3 separate regions of the Mus musculus genome follow, and regions 2 and 3 are each linked to region 1. The links are chromatin contacts, called in public promoter capture Hi-C maps. All regions are on one chromosome and are shown on one strand. The core of a region is the stretch at or near the end of the contact, and the rest is flanking DNA. Distances in the headings are between cores, read along the strand shown.

Region 1 (4,631 bases), core at 918-3,417:
GGACTAAGAATCAGAACCTCTCCACTGACTACAAGTATGCTGTGGACAGCAGGGTCATAGCCTGTTGCCATTGGCTATGACCGTACACCTGAGAGGGTTCTACCTTACCTTCCTAGTCTAAGAGATAAATACCTCGCCATTTGTGACTTCCACCCGCTGTGTGCCAGTTGTACTGGGTATCAGAGTGGGATGGAGGGAGAGGAAGTCACCTTGATCCTTCAGGAGAGTTCTGTCTATAGGGCACAGTGGCTGGAGGTGGGGTCGGATCTGGAGCACAGAGGAGGAAAGAGAAGCCCAGTGAGAAATTAGGGGATACTTCCTGGAAGACGTGGCAAGTCACTGGCACAGCCTCTTCCGATTCTGTATGTTGGGCCAACCCAGATTTTGAGGATGCAAGCATGGATACCTGGCAAGGCTCTCCGTCCTTCTCCGGCACATGGTTCAACTCAATCTTCCAAAACCCCCAAAGACTCACATTTCTCACGTCTTCCTTGGGTGTGTGACTACCCAAACTGGCTTATTATGAATGTCCAGGCTCAACAGTGTGGTTTTCTGCCTTGGGCAGAAAGATGATGGAATGAAAGGCATGCAAATCCCTCTTCATCGTGCTTTGGTTAAAGAAGATAATGGCACGCCTGTAATGAGCAGCCCTGCAGGCCCTCTGGGGGATATGCCCCTACAAGGGGTCCATCCTCCCACCCAGTGCACTAGGAGGAGACTATACAGCAGTGCCTACTCACATCATGTGGGGACTCCCTGGGGAGTGGCTTGTATTGGAGCATGTATATCTCGGCCACCTCAGCAAGCAACTCATTCATAAAGGAGCAGCAAAATAATACTGGCTACATAAATATCTCCCTGTAATTGACTCTTGTCTGAATCACAGGAAGCCTGCGGACTTTCTCTGCTGAAGGGAAAACTTCAGGAGAAGGAAGAGGAGGTTTGGAGGCGTTTCTGGATACATGTATCAGAAAGCAACTTGTGAGTCTGTCAAATGTGAGGGGAGGATAAGGCCCATTACATTCAGATTCGACAAGAATTTATCAGTGCCCCTGTGAAGAGACACATTCAAAGGTACAATGTCTTATGGAATCCAGCATTCTGTAAATGCATTTAATGGTAAAGTAGAAAGGTCAGGCTTTACAATAACCCTGCTTTCCTGGCATAAAAGTGATCTCCTTATCATTGACCCGCGTCCACCTTATTGATCCTTGGCCACCCAAATGCATGGAGCTGAGCATTTAACAACATTTTACACAATGCAGGTAAGCAGCGCCATCTTTCTCTCTACCTGCCAAGGCTAAGCTGGCTTGGATCTCCCCCTCCCAGCCTCCACTCCCAACACTTTGTTGGACTTTTAGGGGCGTCTTTTCACATCCGTCCGACTGATTCTCATACACTTCGAATAAATTACAGAAAGCTGTACCTTTTGGTGAAACAGTTTTAAAAGCTACAAACCCGCTTTGCCCCGAGGGGTGCGGGTGAGGGCACGTGTCAGAAAGGCTAGCAGCGGCAGTCACCAGATCCTGGGATGCCGGAACAGTTTCCCTAACCTTGACTTTAAGTCCGCTCTCTTTAACCTCTTTGCAAAAGCAGCCCTCAAGCTGAGCTGTCCTTTGAAAGAAAAACGGAACTGCCCAGTTTTTGATCAGTATGAGAAGGGCATCCGCTCTTAGGGGAGCGTGGGGCAACTTCCCCTGCTAAACCGCCCAGGGATTGTAAATGGTCGCGTGTCAGCAGGGCTCCTGTTTGCCTCTGTCACCTAACCTGCTTCTCGCCACACCGGAGAACGGGTGGCAGCACTACAGCATCTTATTCATGGTTTTCCCCCATCCCGGTTGTGTCATGGAAACGTTCACGCAACCTCGAGACAGCGGCCCAGCTCCGCCCAGGGACTGAGGGCTTTTGGGACCCTGCGGGAGCGTGCTGCGCACTCCGGACTCCCCGGGAAACAGCTGGACGCGACCACGTCTCGGGTAGGGGCGGGGGGAGGCGACGCTCCGCCCCGGCGCGGCCCCGCCCTCCCCGCTCGCCGGCGCCCTCCCCTCGCCGGGGGCTGCGAGTTGCGTTTGGTAAAACCCAGCCCTGGAATATATAGATCACTGGAGCGCAATGAAGTAGCTTTTGGCGAGGGAGGGAGGGAGGGGGGCCTGGACAGTCACAGAGGCCAGTGCACGGCGGCGGCGGCACCTTCCTTCTCGCATCCCGGTCGCCCGGCCCGTGAGGAGGCAGCGGCGGCCGCAGGCGCCAGCAGAGGAGGCGGCGGAGCATCGAGCAGAGGCGAGGCGGACCGGCAGGAGCGCGCGGCCGGAGCCACGCATCCTCACACTTGCACACCAACTCCTGCGCCTTTCACCCTCTAGACCAGAGTCGGGGCCTCGGAGAGCCTCGGTGAAGCTAGCGGGAGCCAGCTCCGGAGCCCAGCCAGCTCTGTTCTGAGCCTCCCCGGTGCTGGTACCCCCGCGGCGGGGTCCCCGCTTCTGCGCTCGGGACGCGCCTCCCGGACAGCCGGGTCCCCGCGGCCAGGACAAAGCCATGAAGCCGGCGCTGCTGGAAGTGATGAGGATGAACAGAATTTGCCGGATGGTGCTGGCCACTTGCTTCGGATCCTTTATCTTGGTCATCTTCTATTTCCAAAGTATGTTGCACCCAGGTAGGGGGCGCGTTAGCGTGGTTTTGTTGGATATTTTCTCCTCTCTCGCTCTGCTTTCTGCTTCTTCCAACCTCACCTCTTCCCTTCGGCCTCTTCGGGGCTCTTTACTGCCGGGATCCGCGGGTCACGGAGTTGGGATGGGAAGAGAAGGTGCGCTTCCTCTTCCTCCCATCTCCAGGCTAGAGGTTGAGACTGCAAGGAGAGACAGCGGCGCGTGTTGTTGCCTCCTTTTTCTTTTCTTTTCTTTTCTTTTTTTCTTTGTGTCTTGTCTATTGGCTAGGTGGCATAGAAAGGTAGGGCTTGTTGGAAGCTGCCCGGGTTGATGGGAAGACTACAAAACTCTGTCCGGGTTGCTGCTGAGGGCTGAGGTGAAGCAGGCGCTGGCAGCCGGCTGTTCTGCGCCAGGCAGCGCTGCCTCTTCCTGGTTGGGGACCCCCGGGCGAGTGGTGCACGCCCCGGCTGGGTAGTGAGTCCCTGCAGCCGCCTGGGAAGCCCCAAGCCCAGCTACCACGTGTTCCAAGCTCAGCAGCAGAGCAGGTGTGGGGACAGAGTGGGTAGGTTCCCTGCTCTTCTCTCCATCGGGGGAGATATTTTGCGAAAACACCCCAGGGTCCAGCACGGTGGTGACTTTGCAGCTGTTGCTCCTGGGCCTGGTCTACCATCTCCTGGCCCCAGACCCCCCAGCTAGGAACTCCAGAGCCTTTGGGCTGCACTTTGACCATCAAAGCTCTTGGAGATACTTTGTGCAGTTTCATCCCTTCTTCTTGGGTTCTGAGCATTTAGAGACTTCTGCAGCACAGGAACGAATCCTTCCTCACGTCTTCTCTGGCTTAGGCTAAATACCAAGTCTCCTATCAGGATAGGCAGGGCCTAGGCACCCCTCATCCCGGGGGTCCAGAAGGAAAGTTTGGTGCTAGAGAAGAGAGGGGCGCCCTGGAGTGCTCTGGCCGGGCTGTGCTGCATGGTTTAGAAGCCCAACAGGTAGGACTTTCTAAGACGGTTCTGTATGTGGCCACCCAGCCTTAGACTTGGGAACCCCTTTCCCCATTTCTTCTGGATCAATAGACCTGTACTGGGTCACCTTGACATATTTTGACTCCTCAGAGTCGCTACAATAATCATTTCCTTTCCTAATAGCAGGGAGGAAGGGGGTGGGGTGGAAACACGTATCTTTCCAGGGAAATAAGGCTGTTTTTTTTTTTTTTTTTTTTTTTTTTTTTTTTTTTTGCCTCCCGCCTTCTTTACGTGTATAGCTAACACTTTCAGTAGACTCAGCCGCGAATTCATCAAGCCAGACAGAGCCGTAAAGCTGTTCCTTGCATCAAACAGGCAGGGATTCCTTGACAGCGCAGGGACAGACTGGCCTCTCTTCCTTTTGGGGCTCACAACAGTTGTTAAGGAGGTCTGGCTGCCAAGAATATGGTCTTGTGCTACCCGGACACCCCAGCCAGTCCTGGTAAAAGATGGCTTTTGTTTGCAGCTCATATTTTTAGTCTAATGTCAGCAAACTCCTTACTCAAACCTGTGGTTGTGAAACTTGTGAGAGAATTTAAAAATGGACTTTGCTGGCATTCTGGGTTGCAAGAGGGTGGGACCAGACACACGGGCATCTCAAGAGTGCCAAGCTCCAGGGGCCACCCAGAACCAAGCCAGAGGGCTAGAGGACAGGCTGGTATGCAGATATAATGAAGCTAATGCTGTTTAAACAAAGGGCCCAGTGATTTGGTCTAGACTTCAGAGCTGTGTTCAGGCCTATTCAAGTTTTGCTGGGATGGTGCGTGCCCGGTAATTCTCAGCAGAAGTGCTTAGACCAGGAGTGTATGGAAGGAATGTACGTGAACCTCTGTGCACCTGTAAGTTGTCCATCAGAATTCCCTTAGCATGAATCCTGTGGTGAACTACGAAATAAGCTTTACTCAAGACACGGAGGAAAAAACTCACAACCTGTAGCCAGGGCCTTGCGTTTCCAGCTTTCTAA
Region 2 (4,631 bases), core at 1,560-4,059, 310 kb after region 1:
CTTTCGATAAGAAGACTTTGTTTCTGTCTCATTTAGCCTCCTTTTAAATTAACTTCTGACGTAACCAGGAATATCTAAAAGATAAAGGCTCTGGGGCTGTAGAGATGGCTCAGAGGTTAAGAGCACTGACTGCTCTTCCAGAGGTCCTGAGTTCAATTCCCAGCAACCACATGGTGGCTCACAACCATCTGTAATAGGATCCAATGTATTCTTCTAGTGTGTCTGAAGACAGCTGCAGTGTACTCATATAAATTAAAAAAAAAATCTTTTTTAAAAAAAGATAAAGGATCAGTTACTGTCAACTGTAGCCTTGAAAAGTCTGTTCAAAGCTCAACAATAAAACCTGCTGCTGAAAGTCCTTACCTAAAATCAAGGAGACATTCCCCAACCCTTTGTTTACGTCTGAACCTAGCATATATACCATATAGTGTATATACCATATAGTGTATATACCACATGGATGTCCAAGGAGGATAAAAGTTACAACAGCTATAGCAATGCTGGCAGGTGACACTGCAGAAATGTCCCCACGGATCAGCAGAACACTGCTGAAGAGCCTGCTGTCTCAGCTCACCCAGGGACAAGAGCACCAACTGCTCTGCTCACCTGTGTCTTTTGGTAAACAGAAACAATAAAGTCCACACGCCCACATGGTAGCAGCCTGTGTGTTCTCATCTGTAATAATCTATAATAAGCCAGGACATAGAGCCATACCACCACCCTGGCTTAACCCACTACTAAAGAAAGATGTGTGCCCCGTGAGAAACCGAAAATTAAATCTCTGGTTTTTGTTTTGTGCTGTTTTGAAGATAGGGTCTCCCTGTGTATTTCCCGGCTGGTCTAGAATTCACTCTGTAGACCAGGCTGGCCTTGAACTCACAGAGATCCACCTGCCTCTGCTTCCCTAGTGCTGGAGTTAAAGACTTGCGCCACCATGCCCAGAATGATAATGAGACCTCATTCCGATGATCTGGTACTTGCTTTAGGGTAGATAGACCTTACTCCACCCCAGAACTCAAAATGTTATCACGGCCTTATCCTCTGGAATAAAACTTTTCCCTGAGTCGTTCAGCCCCAAGAGCATCCTGAAGACAAAGATGTTTACACCAGGGAACTGCGAAAAGATGTAAACGTTCTCTTCAGATGAGAGAACCACAACCTCCCTTACAAAGGCACGTCCCATTTAGGCATCTGTTGCCAGCCAGAGCCCGTTCCATGCTTTGATGTGCATTGCTGTCTTTCCCTTGCAGTTGGTTTAACGCACACTCAGTCACTACAACTGATTGTTTCCACTGGACACATCCCACCACTGGATCCCCTCTGGGAATGGCTCTCTCATATTCTACCAGGCTATTTGATATCATTTTTGGTACATTCTTTTTTTTACAGCCCAAGAGGTCTTACTCTTAAGGCCAGAAGGTGTGGCAATGCAATATTATCAAATAACTTACATTCTAAGAGATTGGATTTTTTTGCTGGGCCTTATGGCCAGGGTTGTTAATATACTCTGAAGTCCACCTGAGACTTAAGAGTGCTGCTCTACTGTGTGCTCAGCCTGTTCAACCTGCCTTTTCTTTAAAATGATGCAACAATCAACCTTCCTTGCCTTGGATTTCCCATGTAATCACCCAAGCTAATGCATAACTGTAATATTAAATTATGTATTCTTCTATGCCCAACTAAAAACTAATGCACATGAGTTATGAAAACAAGCAGTCTTATAAAATAAATATCCACCATAAGCGTTGAATTGTACCCTCGTGTGAATCAGGTGAAGTCAGTCACTTCATCCCTTGTAACGTCTATTAAAGATTTCTACAACGTACCCTTCATCCCTTTCCCATTGAACAACTTTCTGTTCAACAAGAGAGAGAATACAGTCCTTTTCTGATGGCTAGCTTTATGTCAACTTGACACAGCTGGAGCCATCTAAAAGGAGGGAACCTCAATTGAGAAAAATGCCTCTGTAAGATGGAGTGTAGGCAAGTCTCTAAGGCCTTTTCTTAAGGATTGATGGGGGAGGGCCCAGCCCAATGTGGGTGGAGCCATCCCTGGGCTGGTGGTCCTGAGTTCTATAAGAAAACAGGCTGAGCAAGCCAAGGGAAGCGAGACAGTAAAAAGCATCCCTCCATGGCCTCCAAGTCAGCTCCTTTCTTCCAGGTTCCTACACTGACTTCCTTCGATGATGAACAGTGATCTGAAAGATTAAGCCAAATACACGCTTTCCTCCTTAATTTGCTTTTTGGTCATGGTGTTTTGTCGAAGCAATAGAACCCCTAAGACAAGGCACACACAGGGACAGACATACTCAGAACAGACATTCCTAAGACAGTTTCAGCAGGAACATCCCCAGACTCATACAAGGACAAAAGAGACAGGGAGAGTGAAGCAGAGAATTTAATCCAGCCCTTACTCTTAGTAAAATGACACCAAGGGATGGCGTGTGTGTGTGTGTGTGTGTGTGTGTGTGTGTGTGTGTGTGTGTGTGATTTTTTTTTCTTTTTTCTTTTGTTTTTTTGAGACAGGGTTTCTCTGTATAGGTCTGTCCTGGAACTCTGGCTCTGTAGACCAGGCTGGCCTCAAACTCAAGAGATCTGCCTGCCTCTGCTTCCTGAGTGCTGGGATTAAAGGCGTGCGCCACTGGTGCCCAACTGATTTTTCCTTAATGAGACACCAATGCATTGCTGGTAACTTGGAATTTATGATTTGTGTGTTCAAACCAATCACAAGAAGTTAACTGAGTCATCCTACTGAAATACACCAGCCCTGCCCCTGATAGGCTGGCACAGTAGGAGAAAGAACCTTTGCCACCATTAAAGAGGAGAACATGGGCTGGGTGATGGTTCACCAAGTAAGCTTGCCAAAGCATGACCTGAGTTCATCCCGAGAATCTGCGTGACAGAAGAACCGAAGCCCACAGTCGTCCAATGACCTCCAGACACATACCATGGAACACAACACCCACTTTCCCTACACCACCAACAAACAGATGGAGGAAAGGGCAGAGTTCTGTAAACTCACCTGAAGCTGGGGCAACTGTCCTCAGTCCTATTTAACTTGATGTCAAGATTGTCTTGAGTTTTAATGATTTACATCAGAGTTCCCAGATGTGTGATAATTTTTTTAATCATATTTTGGTGCTAATTTTAGGGTCAGACAACCAATTCCATGGCTGCATGATTACTGTTTCTGCGATGTGAGATCCTGAGTCTACATCCTCGCTTCCCATCTAGGTGAGGTTCCTCTCAGCCCCATGCTGGGACCATCCCAGGCTTCCCTTAGACCACGGACATCACAACGTTCAGTCCCTGACTCTCCATCCTTCTTTGATGTGCAGAGGTTACAAAAACAGAGTTCGGCCTCAGAAAACCCTTAAGACTAAGGAACTAAGGTCCCAGAAGGAGAAACTGAGGCACAATAGAAAAGCAGAGACAAATCAAGAGGGCGTGGAAGGGAAAGGAACCTCTCCCCCCTGAGTCTGGCTAAGAGTTTTCCAGCTCAGAGTCAGGAATTCCAGCACAATAAATACTTTGCCGTGAAGACTGGCTGCACAGAGACAGAGACGATATTCCCTTTTACAGGGATGTTTCAAACATGGATGATGAAATGGCAGAGAGTCAAGCTAAGGCCAGAGTGAATGTTACGACCTGTAGGTGGAACCCCACGCCTTTCCCAGATGTAGACTCGAGAGCCTCACACACACCATCATCAATGTCCTTCAGTTAGAACTTAGCCATCCACTCCCACGCACCTCAGGAATGCACCTCCCCTGATTGTCCCATTTACTAAAAGAACACGGACGGAGTTCCTCAGAAACCCTTTAAACTGTAGAAGTCAAAGTCCTACATGGGGCCACTGCAAAAGACACTTGAGCATGACTCTCTGGAGCAGCCCGCACCCGCGTCTTAGGTGCATACTGTCCTTCTGCTCCCTGCTCTCCCCTGATGCCAAAGCATAGGTCTACGTGAAAACGTTCCCTTGATAAGCTCCAACTCTGCTTTGGAAAGAAATCCGGAAACAAGAAAGTGGAAACAGCAGCAACAGCTGTGTTGTTACTTCAGTTGCTGGCTCGGTGATAGATTCTGATAGCTTCCAAGATTATTGTACATGTAACTAGTGCCCTGTGAATGGGTACAAGCCTTTGCACTTCCCCAGTAAAGAGCGCCTTATTCATATGAACCAGAGCTCACACTACAACAGCTCCTCTTCTCTATCCACCCGAACTAGACCTGGAATCCAGTTCCTGCCATTTCTACTTTTCTGGAGTGATGTTGCTCTCCAGTGCTCTTTACTGAGGCAAGATGCCTGACACAGTTCCTCTAATCCTGAGTACACCTCCTGCAAAGGGTGCTTTGTTACAGCCAATCATATCACTGGACAGCCACCATGCCAAAATCCTTAGAGGGCCACTCAAATAAATTCTGATCATATGAACGAAATCATTTTCCAAAGGAATAATGTACTGTGTAAAACAGTATTTATTCAACATCTAATATGTATACGGCACCAAGGGGACTACAAAGAAATTAAAGTTAAAAAATTTAAAAGCCCACAGTATCTAGAAGTTTGTGTTTTCAAACACAAAGATATAGCCACAGGCAGTACTCTAGTTATTGCCCAGCCCACTGACT
Region 3 (4,631 bases), core at 861-3,360, 280 kb after region 1:
GCGCCTCTCAGACACTTCCTTTTCTAATGTGAATGTACGGACAGACAATCCTTGTAAGGATGTTGAAATAATTAAACAATGTATGTTAACTGCCAACAGCATCAACAAGCAATTTACAGAGAGTCTGTCCCTAACTCAATGTTTCCTATTGGAAGCCCTTCACTTAGCACGATTGTCAAATTCGTCAGGCAGTCAGAAGCTAGCAAGGAGCTTGTCTTAGTCAGGGTTTCTATTCCTGCACAAACATCATGACCAAGAAGCAAGTTGGGGAGGAAAGGGTTTATTTAGCTTACACTTCCATACTGTTCATCACCAAAGGAAGTCAGGACTGGAACTCAAGCAGGTCAGAAAGCAGGAGCTGATGCAGAGGCCATGGAGGGATGTTCTTTACTGGCTTGCTTCCCCTGGCTTGCTCAGCCTGCTCTCTTATAGAACCCAAGACTACCAGCCCAGAGATGGTCCCACCCACAAGGGCCTTTCCCCCTTGATCACTAATTGAGAAAATGCCTTACAGCTGGGTCTCATGGAGGCATTTCCTCAACTGAAGCTCCTTTCTCTGTGATAACTCCAGCCTGTGTCAAGTTGACACACAAAACCAGCCAGTACAGAGCTGTTCTGCTTTTCCATTTATTTGGAGTCAGCTGAGAGGAAGGAGCCACAATTAAGAAAATGCCTCCATAAAATTGGAGTGCAGGCTTGCCTGTAGAGCATTTTCTTAATCAGTGGGGGAAGGCACCCACTCATTGTGGATGGTGCCATCCTTGGACAGGGTAGTCCTGGGCTCTATAAGGTATCAGGCTGACCAAGCCAGGGGAAGCAAGCCAGTAAGCAGCACACCTCTATGGCCTCTGCATCAGCTCCCGCCTCCAGGTTCCTGCCCTGTGTGAGTTCCTGCCTTGATCTTTTTCAGTAACAGAAACCTGGAAGTGTGCACTGAAACCAATCATTTCCTCCCCAAGTTTCTTGGTACTGTGGTGTTTCATCACAGCAATAGAAACGGTAACTAAGACAGGTACAGTCTTACTGTGTACTCCTGGCTGACCTGGAAGTGTTTCAACCAGGCTGGCCTCAAACTCACACAGATCCACCTGCATCTGCCTTCTGAGTGCTGGGACTAACAGTGTGCACCACCATGCTCAGTCTGGTATCCTTACCAACTTAGAATAACTTCTGCTTCTTTGTTGAGTTTCTTCTGTGTGTGTGTGTGTGTGTGTGTGTGTGTGTGTGTGTGTGTGTGTGTGTGTGTACGCGTGCCGTAACACACATATGGAGGCCACAGAGGAACCCCGGGTGTGTGATAGAGGTCTCTTTCTCGTCATTGTCTTGTCACTGTGTACTCTAGGCTAGGGGGCTACAAGCTTCCAGAAACCCTCTTGTCTACACATCATAAGTGAACTTATGGTACTCAGCTTTAACCTGGGTTTGGTGGCAAGTCAAATTCAGGTCTTCAGTGTGACGCCCTCTGAGTCATTGCCCCAGCCCCTGCATACTGGCTTGTCTATTAGACGCTTATGACAACTATGTTCTTAAGCCTGGATTTTCCACTCAGAGCTCACTTCTGAAAGTAAGCGATGAGATCAGAGAACCCACAGCTGGCATGAACTGTACACCTGCCACAGGACAACACAGGAGCACCCACAACTAACACCAACCGTACATGTGCTCACAGTACAACACAAGGCCAGTAACTCACTATGCTGATAGTGAATTAACGCATCCCAGCCACTGAGAGAAACAGAGCATTTGTCCTAAAGAACTGAAGCACTGTCACAGAGATTTGGGGGACACAGAGAGGAAGATGGGACCTTGTAATCATCCATGGACATTCATGGCTCACAGCCTCTCCAAATGCAGAAGAATCCGACGGTAAGAAAGCAAACTGCTGCAGATAACACTTTTCAACGCCAGCCACAGGAATGCACACACCTCTGCTCGTTTCTTCTCTTCTTCCCTCTGGGGACTCGGAGAGCAATGCTCCATCTGGTGTCTCGTTAGACGTGGGACGCTTCAGTGCACATAGAGGCAGCATGTGCTGTAAGGCTTGAGCGACCTACTATAGCTGCGATTTCATGGAGATTGAGCTATTAATGGTCACTTGTAGCTCCCTCTGAAAGGCACAGATGCCTTGATAGAAGCCTACAGAAGCAGCATTTATCGCTTCCGTGCTACCATATGCTGGGGACTAGCACACGGGATAAGTCATCTCAAAGCTTTCCTCAGTCAACTTAAGAAATACACCAGGGCTACTCTTCCAGACGAAGTGAATACCATGTAAAGAAATAGCGTAACCAGCGAGCGACTGACTAATAAGCGCCAGCCTTCCATGGTCTTGTTAGGATCACTGACAAGTAATTTTTAATTACTGCAAAAATTATTACCTTCGAGCAGCTTTCTTTGATGTCAGTATGCTTTCTTGGTACTGTTTTATACACTGTCACTTTTAAAACTTGTTATTAATACAGCGTTTGAATTATTTAAATTCTACAGATACTAACTGCATGATTAAAGGTAGCAGGAAGCATCTAAAGATAGTCTCCTATAAATTAAAAACATCAGAAGAGACAGCCTGTCACTATTATAAGACTCCTCGGTATCCACAGGTCCTAATTTTAAGTACATTATGCTGGAATAAGCTCATTAATTGTGTAAATACCTGATGCTAAGAAGAAATTAGCAGCAAGTTCATCTAGGGAGTCCTTTAGAATTCTGTTACTGCCAGGCAGTGGTGGCGCACGCCTTTAATCCCAGCACTTGGGAGGCAGAGGCAGGCGGATTTCTGAGTTCAAGGCCAGCCTGGTCTACAGAGTGAGTTCCAGGACAGCCAGGGCTACACAGAGAAACCCTGTCTCGAAAAAACAAAAAACAAAACAAAACAAAACAAAAAAACAAAAAAAGGGGGGGGGAGAATTCCTTTTGCACGTTCTCAATGGAACCTAATACAAAAGTTTATTTCCTTAAAAAGCACTATCTGCTCCCAATCTCCTTGGCAAGTGATACAGCCCCTTCCATGTGCCCCCGTAAGTACATCCTCTAGGCAGGGCTCCTCATCAGCGCTCACGTGCAGTAATTACTCTTCAGTTTCAAAACATGCACAGGAATGGAGAGATGTCCTCCGTTCACAGGGATGGAGAGACGGTCTCCATTTTCCTGTCTTTCAGGTGCAGGTGGAGCCCTTCCATCTGGATATGGGCAGGTACACTAAATTCCCGTTCCCCATGCACTCTCTTTATTTTCCATAATTTGCATAAACTGGCTAATGACTGACCTCTGCATTTTCCATTGTAGCTCATTCATTACTAGTGAGGGCAAAAATACTGTATTCCTTCCATGTATAAAGTATATACTGTATACATTCTTTAATGTATAAAGAATATAGATTTTCCATATACATTTATAATATAATCATGTGATAAATATGTATATGTGTAACTTTGCACTATGCAGTACTGTATAACAGATATAAATAGACACACAGGGAATCTGTAATGTTATACTCATGTAGCCATCTTTGGGGGAAATTATTTTAAATGGCTCCTTCAGAAAGTGTAGTGAAAAAAAACCCAGCTTACAAATGACTGCCCTAGATTAGTCCTCCCTACCTGGTGTGTGGGAAATGAATTACAGGCATGGTGAGACAACCCTCTAACTCTTAGAATAACCTCAAGTGCCTCCTTCAGCCTAGTACATCATTCAAACATTATGGCTTTCCTCTTCATGCACTGTGACATGGACAGAGGTTGAGAGGAGCTGTGCTGGTAACTAAATCTGTCTACTTGACCTGGGACAAGTGAGGCTTCAGCCCTAAGTCCCCATCCTAATCCCTCGTCCCTCCCCTCCTCCCTGTTTCCACCACTTCTCAGGGATGGATCCCTTCTCTCACGCTGACTGGACGGTGTGGCTTATCTTTCCAAGGCCTTCAGCACCCTAATATTCAATAAATATGACACACTCATAGGGAGGCAGAGGCAGGCAGATCTGAGTTTGAGGGCAACCTGATCTACAAAGCCAGTTCCAGGACACCCAGGATTGTTACAAAGATAAAACCTGTCTTGAAACAAACAAAACGGGGTGGTTGTTTAATCCCAGCACTTAGGAGGTAGAGGCAGGAAGATTTCTGTGAATTCCAGGCCAGCCTAGTCTACAGAGTGAGTTCCAGGACAGCCATGGCTACACAGAGAAACCCTGCCCCGCCCCCGAATCTATAAAAAAGTCTTTTTCCTCATGGTTGTCTGAAGACAAGATGGAGCCGCAGCTCTACTGGAATCACCCATGGCACTTTGGCCAGGGTTCTCGCTCTTGCTGTGTCTGCTCTAAGTCTGATGTAAAGATACAGTCTGACCTGGACTTGTGGGCTCAACACATGCCATCAAAGGCTTCATTAAGTTGGACTAAGTGACCTTGAGTGTGTTATTCAACAGTGTCTACCCAGTGAAACTGATCGTGCTGTCTTTGTACATGAAGAAAAAGTGTAACGACCTTAAAAAAAAGAAAACAAAAACCATGTATAAGCAAACATAGACTATAAAGCACCACCCCTGGGCCCCTGCTGTATTTACAAGGAGTGTCCCCTCTCCCCAGCAGTGCCCTGTTGTCCTCCCTCCCACCCCCTCCTCCCCTATCACAGGTGGTCC

Evidence for each region. Promoter capture Hi-C pulls out the DNA fragments that hold promoters and counts their contacts.
Region 2: a contact with region 1 is called in a promoter capture Hi-C map of 3T3-L1-derived adipocytes, with 5 times the contacts expected there. The contact joins the enhancer-like site here to the promoter of Chst11 in region 1. A contact is called at or near these places in 10 of 39 promoter capture datasets (the 3T3-L1 cell line, 3T3-L1-derived adipocytes, the HPC-7 cell line and 6 more), 1 of 15 datasets of contacts at CTCF or cohesin (CD8 T cells), 14 of 484 Hi-C or Micro-C datasets (Sertoli cells, cerebral cortex, cortical neurons and 7 more), 18 of 115 datasets of contacts at active chromatin or transcription factors (the NIH/3T3 cell line, SST interneurons, bone marrow-derived macrophages and 14 more) and 1 of 9 other capture datasets (pancreatic islet).
Region 3: a promoter capture Hi-C map of hippocampal neurons shows a contact between it and region 1, with 3 times the contacts expected there. The contact joins the enhancer-like site here to the promoter of Chst11 in region 1. A contact is called at or near these places in 9 of 39 promoter capture datasets (the 3T3-L1 cell line, 3T3-L1-derived adipocytes, the HPC-7 cell line and 5 more), 3 of 484 Hi-C or Micro-C datasets (the N1E-115 cell line, bone marrow-derived macrophages and uterus) and 5 of 115 datasets of contacts at active chromatin or transcription factors (craniofacial prominence, embryonic basal ganglia, embryonic forebrain and 2 more).

The regions. Positions count from the first base shown.
Region 1 is chr10:82,983,330-82,987,960 of GRCm38.p6, forward strand. Chst11 (carbohydrate sulfotransferase 11) reads left to right here and starts at 2,168. Exons shown (of 3, transcript NM_021439.2): 1 at 2,168-2,653. The coding sequence starts at 2,536.
Region 2 is chr10:83,288,197-83,292,827 of GRCm38.p6, forward strand. The region is part of intron 6 of Slc41a2 (solute carrier family 41, member 2); the gene reads right to left. Among named protein-coding and RNA genes, the nearest start is that of Slc41a2, 47 kb to the right of the region's middle. Within about 2 kb of position 2,810, at least 6 of the 459 cell types and tissues checked have an H3K27ac peak or open chromatin away from gene starts, as enhancers often do. A contact at or near this core is called in 3T3-L1-derived adipocytes and uterus, where this site is marked.
Region 3 is chr10:83,264,876-83,269,506 of GRCm38.p6, forward strand. All of the region lies in intron 8 of Slc41a2 (solute carrier family 41, member 2), which reads right to left. Among named protein-coding and RNA genes, the nearest start is that of Slc41a2, 71 kb to the right of the region's middle. Within about 2 kb of position 2,111, at least 26 of the 459 cell types and tissues checked have an H3K27ac peak or open chromatin away from gene starts, as enhancers often do. A contact at or near this core is called in the N1E-115 cell line, hippocampal neurons and pre-B cells, where this site is marked.